Linked DNA regions of Mus musculus: region 2 is linked to region 1. Evidence: chromatin contacts called from public Hi-C data. All regions are on one chromosome and are shown on one strand. Each heading gives the region's core, a stretch centred on a gene start, on an enhancer-like site or on the middle of the called end of the contact. The rest is flanking DNA. Distances are from core to core; before and after follow the strand shown. Region 1 overlaps Sntg2 (syntrophin, gamma 2). Region 2 holds the start of Sntg2 (syntrophin, gamma 2).

What was found. A called contact is a pair of places that touch in the nucleus more often than the background predicts.
Region 2: a contact with region 1 is called in a Hi-C map of liver, with 2.8 times the contacts expected there. The contact joins the promoter of Sntg2 here to the enhancer-like site in region 1. A contact is called at or near these places in 3 of 39 promoter capture datasets (epiblast stem cells and liver), 8 of 484 Hi-C or Micro-C datasets (Sertoli cells, liver, rod photoreceptor and 1 more) and 2 of 9 other capture datasets (adipose tissue and liver).

What each region holds. Positions count from the first base shown.
Region 1 is chr12:30,332,421-30,336,098 of GRCm38.p6, reverse strand. The region is part of intron 1 of Sntg2 (syntrophin, gamma 2); the gene reads left to right. Among named protein-coding and RNA genes, the nearest start is that of Sntg2, 39 kb to the left of the region's middle. Within about 2 kb of position 1,453, at least 2 of the 459 cell types and tissues checked have an H3K27ac peak or open chromatin away from gene starts, as enhancers often do. A contact at or near this core is called in liver, where this site is marked.
Region 2 is chr12:30,371,540-30,375,438 of GRCm38.p6, reverse strand. It overlaps Sntg2 (syntrophin, gamma 2), which reads left to right and starts at 2,064. Exons shown (of 17, transcript NM_172951.3): 1 at 2,064-2,281. The coding sequence starts at 2,210.

The DNA of each region.
Region 1 (3,678 bases), core at 204-2,703:
GTTGTTTTCACCTGAGGGCCACTGTAATGGAAAGCAAATGGAGCCTTACAGTGGTTTGATCTCACATGCACCCAGTGATGTTGCTGAACATCTTCATGGGGTTTGGTTGTCTCCTCAAGTGGATTTTCCTAATTTATTTTTCTTTTTAAAAACTGTCACTGAATTTTGAGTTATAGAACATCCTTAGTATATATTATTTTGAATTTGCTAGTCAGGTTCGTGGGTTCTCTTTCACTGTTTTCAGTGTGGTCCTATGTAGATTTTGCTTTTCTCTTTATATGTGGTTTCTATGCTTTGTAACTTCTAAGAAAGTAATGTCAGATCTTTGCTCTCAAGTCTTCTTATCAAATATATATGCACTCTGTGATGGCTAATCTTGGTAGTCAACTTGACCATATATGGAATCAACTAAAACCAAGCAGGTGGACATGTTCTTGGTTGGATCATTTGAAATGGAAAGACCCACCCTAAATCTGGGTCATACCTTCTGGTGACAGCCCAAATAAAAGGACAGGGAAGACAGAGAGCTTTACCTTTTAGTGTGTTCACTCTCACTGGCAAGTTCACCTATCCTGTGGCTGAGGCATTCCCTCACTGGTGTGAGAACCGACTTCTTCAATATTCTAATGAAGATTGAAGACCAGATGGGAGACATCCAACCTTGTAGATTGAACAACTACTGGAATCTTTGCCTTTCTAGTGGGAGGCAGCCATTGTTGGAGTAGTATGGCAATAGCCTGATTAGCAACTCTAATACATACACTTATTCATTCTAACAATTCTACTTCTCTAGAGCGTCCTGACTAAGCACACTGCCTTTACCCTTAGTCTTCAAATTATCTTGAACTAATCTCAGCATATGATAAAATGTAGGATGCATGTACATTAGTAGCATGTGTGTCCATTTATCCCGGTGCCTTTCTTCTCTGCCTTTATTTATTATATTTTATTCAGGACCTCACTATGTAGCCCAGGTTAGTATCTTCCTCCTGCCTCAGCCTCCTAAGAAGTTGAATTATAATCAAAAACCACTGTGATTATAATAACCATCTTTGCCCCATTTACTGAAGGCAAGGTACTCTCAAGGCCCTGGTTTCTGGGTTCTCTATTTCTAATTAAGCCATCTAGTTACTGGTGCTTATGCCTGAACCATGCCCCATCAAAGGACTTTCCCATGCACCATTGTAGTGTTCTGAAGTTGACAACTGTGATTTTCTATTTTTGCTCCTGTTTCCAAAATCTTATTAAATGTTCTAGAATTCTTGATTTTCCAAATACAACTGAGAATGGATTTGTCAATTTCTGCCTCAAAAAAAAATGAGTCTGAATAGTTTTAAAGGTTGGGTCAAATATTTAGATAAGTTTTGAGGCTTGCTGCCAGGTTAGCAATCTTACTGATCAGTAAACTTGAATTGAACTTGGGACAGCTAGTCATGGAAAAGAATTTCAGTTCCAGAATGGCTGAGTCTGCATGCAAAGCAAAGCTGCTGAGGCTGTAGGATGGGGTGAGGCACATGAATGGTATTACCGTATTGACTGGGGACATGTGTGGACAGGAGTACTGCACGGACAGGGGGTTCATTCTGCAGACTCAGTGTAGGGAGGATACTATATGGACTGGAGGATGCTGCATAGACTAGACACTGCCATGCACACAGGAAGGTATTACCTATATTGGGGAATGCTGTGTATTCTAGGGAGCACTGCTGGATTGGGGAAGCCCCTCTTGAAGCAAAGTTCTATTTGTTCTGCCTCTGGTCCTATTAATTCCTGTATAATGAGCAGCTTTTACTATTGTCCCTTATAATATGGTAATCTGGCATTCTAAATTAATTCAACATATATAAGAAAGATCTTAACAATTAGCCAAGAAGACTTATACTCTAAAGAATTCATTCAACCATAAAGTATGATTAGTTTCACCATTGTTTTGACACATGGCAGTTCAAGTTCAACCTTGTTACAGGTTTGCAGGATGTTCAAATGGATGTTGATGAGCCTGTTAAATCCAGTAACTGAAGCTGTTATTTCTTTTTAAAGCATTAGAAGCTCGTGTCTAATTTAATTTTACAGTCAAGCGTGACATCTGTGACACAGATGCATTTGGGAAACGTTGGTGTCTTACATTTATTCCTTACCCTGTTTCTACCTGCAGTTTATTCTTCCCAAATGACCCATATTTAATGTTTGTAGCTCTTCCAAAGAAGAGCATCTTTACTTAAAAATATATATCCCGTCAGTCTGCTCCCCTTTATGAACTTCTATTCCCTGTGGACTATGTAAAAATTCCCCATCTCACTTCGAAAACCAGTGCATTGCCTATACAGTAAAGGTAGGGACTCCTTTAGTTTTCCCTTTCCAGTCAGTCGAAGCACTCTCATCAAAATATGAATTTTATGAGCAGCAATCCTCAGAAGACTTGACAGTTGGACCCTAGTGGCAATCCATTTACTTTATTTTGATTGTGTAATTACTTTTATAACTCTTGAATAGATGTATAGATGTATAATTTTTTTCTGAACATCTTCCTCACAATTAGATTGCATTTTAAAATCCAGTTCTGACTGGCAGATATACTTTTTATGTCACACTGAAATGAGGTATGCACTGCATGAGTCCTGCAGCTCCGTCGCTGTGCTGGATACTGGAGAAGCCTTTGATCTGTGGCTGACTTTAGTTTCTGCTTTTATAGAAATAGGACTTAGAGCTATTGAATGATTTCTCTGTTTTCCTTAAAAACACCCCATAATTCCAGTTACTGACAGGTTGCTGGTTTTCTTTCTACAGCAGAGATCATAGTATATGCTATAAGGCATTATCATTGTCTAAAGCAACGTTTCTCAACCTGTGGTTCGCATATATCAAATATCGTGCATATCAAATATTTACAATTCATAAAAATATAAAGTTACAGTTATGAAATAGCAATAGAGTAATTTTGTGGTTGGAAGTCACCACAGCTTGAGGAACTGTGTTAAAGGATTGCAGCATTAGAAAGGTGGAGATCCACTAGTTGAGACTTTAGGTCTCTACACATTTTAAAGCAGAATCTTCAAGAATGTGTTTATTTTATTTTCTCTGGATTGTGGAAAAATGTAAGCTCCACTTCTATTTACACCACTGGGGACAATACCTGTGGCTCCCCTTCATGATTAACATATGGAGCTGTGTCTGTCTAGGGGTATTTGATAGGTAGCCTAGCCCAGTGCAGACACTGAGCTTGAAATTCTTTACAACTGTTGGAGGGAACGCTGTGGGCTTGGCTGCTTGGCTAGGACATCCAGAATTAGAAGAACACAGTACGTTGTTGGGATCACACCCATGTTATGTTCCTCTGGAACCTGCCACTGGCTTGAACATGGCCACCCTCCCTTCTTTCTGATTCTAGCCATACATCCTGCAGGGTCTCACTCCTGCATCCTTGCCTTGGCTCTAACCATCCTCTGTCTTCCCCAACAGAATGTGGAGACAGCTGTAAAAGCCATAACTCTTGGATTTCCCTGGGTGATTGAGCTCCAGCACCAGGTGATTCCTGTGGGCATCCCAATGTGGGGATGCCTTCTCTGTCTCCAACGTTATTCAGCTCCACGGCCTTAGTGCCTGGCTCCTTCCAGTCTTCATCTACTGCCTGTCCACTATGTCCTCCTTCTCTGACTTTGCAGTTCCTTGGCTCCTTTC
Region 2 (3,899 bases), core at 815-3,314, 39 kb before region 1:
TATTGATTTAAGTGAGGTGGGAAGACCCGCTCTGAATGCGGCTTGCATCAGTGCACGCCGTGGAGTCGTGGACTGAATAAAAGGGAGCAATTTACTTGAGCACCGAGTATTCATCTCTTCCTTCTTCCCGACTGTAGGTGCAATGCACCAGCTTCACCCGGTTCTCAGTGCCGTGGCTTTCCTGTCACCATGGCTGTGTGAGACATTTACAGTGTTTCTGCTAACTGGAGGTAATAGTTAAGGAGACAGTGACTCACTTTGGGGAACATTCCGGAAACAACTCTACTTGCACCATGGAAACTTCTGAGTCAAACTGTAGGAAATTCACACCACATAGGCCTGCTCAGATTTTTTTTTTTTGGATGGTCAGTGTTTTACTGTTAACTTTTGTGAACTGGATCCCCACTGTTTTGGAAATGAAGTAGCAGAACTCTTACGAGCAACCCTAGCTCTTGATGCACAAAATCTGAGAAATTACAATTCAAGCCTGAACTGTATAGTTTCCCAAGGCAGCCCCGGTGCACGTCACCTATCCTGAATCAAGAAACAGAATGAGTACAGACAGGGCTCCAATGAGCACCAAGAAAGACACAGAATTCACCAAATTAATGATTAGCTTAGGTTTCAGCAAAGGATGCCCAAGTCGTTTTCTACTTGCAAAATTTGAACTAATATGCAGTCTACCAACTCTAACATGATGAATAACTACATGCTTGTCTCTCCTTCAGACTATGGGATGAGTCTTCCCTTTGTAAGAAGTCTATCTTTAGAGCTCTGATTTCTCAGAGATTGAACCCATCTACTTTGCAAGACGCAACCTCAAATGAGTTGCATGACCTCATTCTTATGCTAGGTTTTTCTACAAACAAAAATTGCTAAACATTTTTTTATCCAGTCATCTAAGGCTCGCTTTTTATACTGGGAAAGCATAAAAAGATGGTCATAACCCTCTTTGTCCATGAACCAAAGCCGCAGAATTGTAGGCAGGTGCTAAATAAGACTTGGGAATGTGGAAAGCTTTGCTCCTGTACTGCTGGGTCACAAGCCCAGGGCTGCTCAGGTTTTAGCTGTGCATGGTTTGTTTGTCCATTGTGGGCCATGAAAACCCCACATTAGACTGCCAGTCTTTCCTAATAGTGCAGCAGTAAAGATAAGCATCGCGGGGTGCTGTCCACTGGCACATACATGCCTGTGAGTGATGGGGCTGAGGTATAAGACCTGAAGAGGGAGGAAAATATGTTTGCTTTTTAGTTAAGTATTGGCAACCCTTGGGTGAGGGTGCAGACAGGCATAGACTTTTAGCCCAGACTAATTTTTATTTACATTTATACTAGTATGATATGAATCTATAAAACCCAATATCACTTTTATGACATTTCTTTTGTTACAAATTTGGTCAAATAAGAGACGTTCTTAACTGGGACTGGTGACTAAGCTGGAGCCCTTTGTGGGAGGCAGAGTGAAATTAGGGGTACAGATCCCAAGCTGCCCTCAGATGGGAACTGGAGCCTAAGCAGATGCCAAGAGAGGAAAAGACAGACATACAGGAATGGAGACCACTGAGGCTGAAGGACTTAGTATGTTCATATGCTCTCATTTTTCCCAGAAAGTGGGTCCTTAGGGTAGCCAGTCTAGGCTACTGTGTGGAAGTCCGGAGACACCAAAAGGACCCAAGGCTGTTGTCAGGACAAAGTACCACTACACTCAGAATCTAAGAAGCTTTGCCAGCAGAAGTGGCTACAGTGAAGGTATCACCAGAATCCACTGGTAATAGCTTCCTGGTCCCCCATGACCCAGGTGCCCGGTTAGCCTTCCAACCCTAAGGGATGCGCGCATCTGAGCTTGTTTCAGCTTTCTACTTTGCTGACCGAGGTGGGGGAAGTGATGGTCTCAGCAAGGAGGTGGCAACCAGCTCACAAACCAGTTCACCCCTCACTGACAGGAGGTGGAAGGGCAGAGCTGATGGGCGGGGTTACCGGGCATGAGGCGTGGCTTGATGGTAATGGGCGGGGCTTGGTGGGCGGTGAGCAGAGTAGTAGGGGCCGGGCTGCTGGGAGGTGGGCGGGGTTCCGTGCCTGCCCTGCTTGCTAGCGCAGTGGCTGCTGGCTCTGTCCGCCCCAGCCCGTCCACAGAGGGGCGCGGGCGCCGTGCTGGCGCTGGACTTAGGAGCTCCGGAGCCCGAAGCGCACGCCTAGCCGCGTGGGCGGCGATGAGCGCCGAGGGATCGCAGTCCCTGGCCGCCCCCCGCGGGCGTCCTAGTCACCTACTGGTGCCCGCGCGGGTGAGTGGGGTCCCCTGGAGGCCCTCTTCCTCAACCTCTGAGTCCCTTCAGTCTCCCTGCCTACCCTCCTCTCCCAGCGCCTCCTCCTTTCTTGAGTCCTTGTATCCCCCTTTCCGGGTGGCTCTTGTGGGCGGGGGTTGGCTCTGGGCCCTGGGCATAGTGGATAACACTAGCCCCTGGGCACCGCAATCTTGTCTTCCTTGCCTCACAGTTACAGCGTGCAGGTTTTTATTTTCTTATCTTTAACATCTGGGTCATGGGGCACAGGTGCTTTCCTTTACAGCGTGGTAACTAAGGCTTCCAGACCATGGGGTTTGGGCTCTGTCCAGTATTTCTTCCAAGGAGTGGTCTCTCTGGTCGTAGGCAGGGCTCTGGCAGCCACTCAGGCACTATGCAGGGCTTCTTGTTGTCCCCTTGATGAGGTGTGGTGCCAACTGCCTCTGTCTATCGCTTGGGCCACCAGCTCAGTATCGCCCAGAAACCAAGAGAATGCTGATGGGCCAACTTTGCAACATGTTTTTAAAAGTCTATTCTAGGTCCTACCCACCCACCCCCCTATTTTTAAAAGAAACGAAACTATTGATTGACAAAACCCTGAAATGTTGATTTAAACAAAAACGGAAAGTTCTTGGAAACCTTCAAGTTGCCACCCACACAGCTCAGCCAAGTGTTCTGGAGAGGGTGCAAGCCAGCAGCTGTTTATCATGGCCTTAGGAAGCTGTGTGCGTGTGTCCTGGGGTGCAGTCACGCCTCCTTTTTAACTTTGCTCAAGAGCCCAAGCCTTCAGCACTACAGGAGAATAAGGTCCTTTTAGGGTAACAAAGGTTTCTAAGACTGTAGGCTGGAGTGGCTGCTAACTGTCCAGTCACAAGGCTTCAGAAATAGCTAGTGCACAGTGGTATGTTTAATGTGTCAAGACCAGTGTATCTGCTTTGCAAACTGAACCATCCTACAGAGTCCCTCAACATCGTCCACATTTTGGGTGGAATGTGGTGGGATTTGGGTTTTTTGTTTGTTTTAATTATTTTTTAATACTTTGTAATGTGAGTAGTTACCCAAGTACAGCAGATGGGACTCATACCTTAGGAAATCCACTTAGATTACCTGGAAATAGAAGAAAGCAAGTGCCACTGGCTCTCTGGTGTATATCTCTCAGGACTTGAATAGAATGTCCTCCCACAGTGCATTTTGGGAATGTTCTTGCAACAAGTCTTGTTAGTAACGGTTACCATTAGAGGAAGACTTGAAGTGATTTGTTTTACTTTGAACCTCTCCGTGAGTTTTGGCAGACTTCAGTTTTAAGTGCATGCATGACACAGAAGTCTTCAAATAAGCTTGTTGAGCTCCACGTCAATCACTAAGTCGCAAGACAGTCCCAAGACCCGTTCAGCATCTTATGTGTCACGGGAACCTTGATGATGTGAGATGGCCCATCAGAACTGGACTTGAAGGGAACTGTTTGCAGTAATGTAGTGCTAAACTCCATTGTGTTGAGGTTCGGGGTTGTATTTAAAGTAAATCTGCCAAGATTGACACTTGCACATTCTCAGAATCCGAGGATTGTGTTACCTGCAGTTCATGCTGCAGTACTTGAACCTCTGATGAATGGTGTCTAACA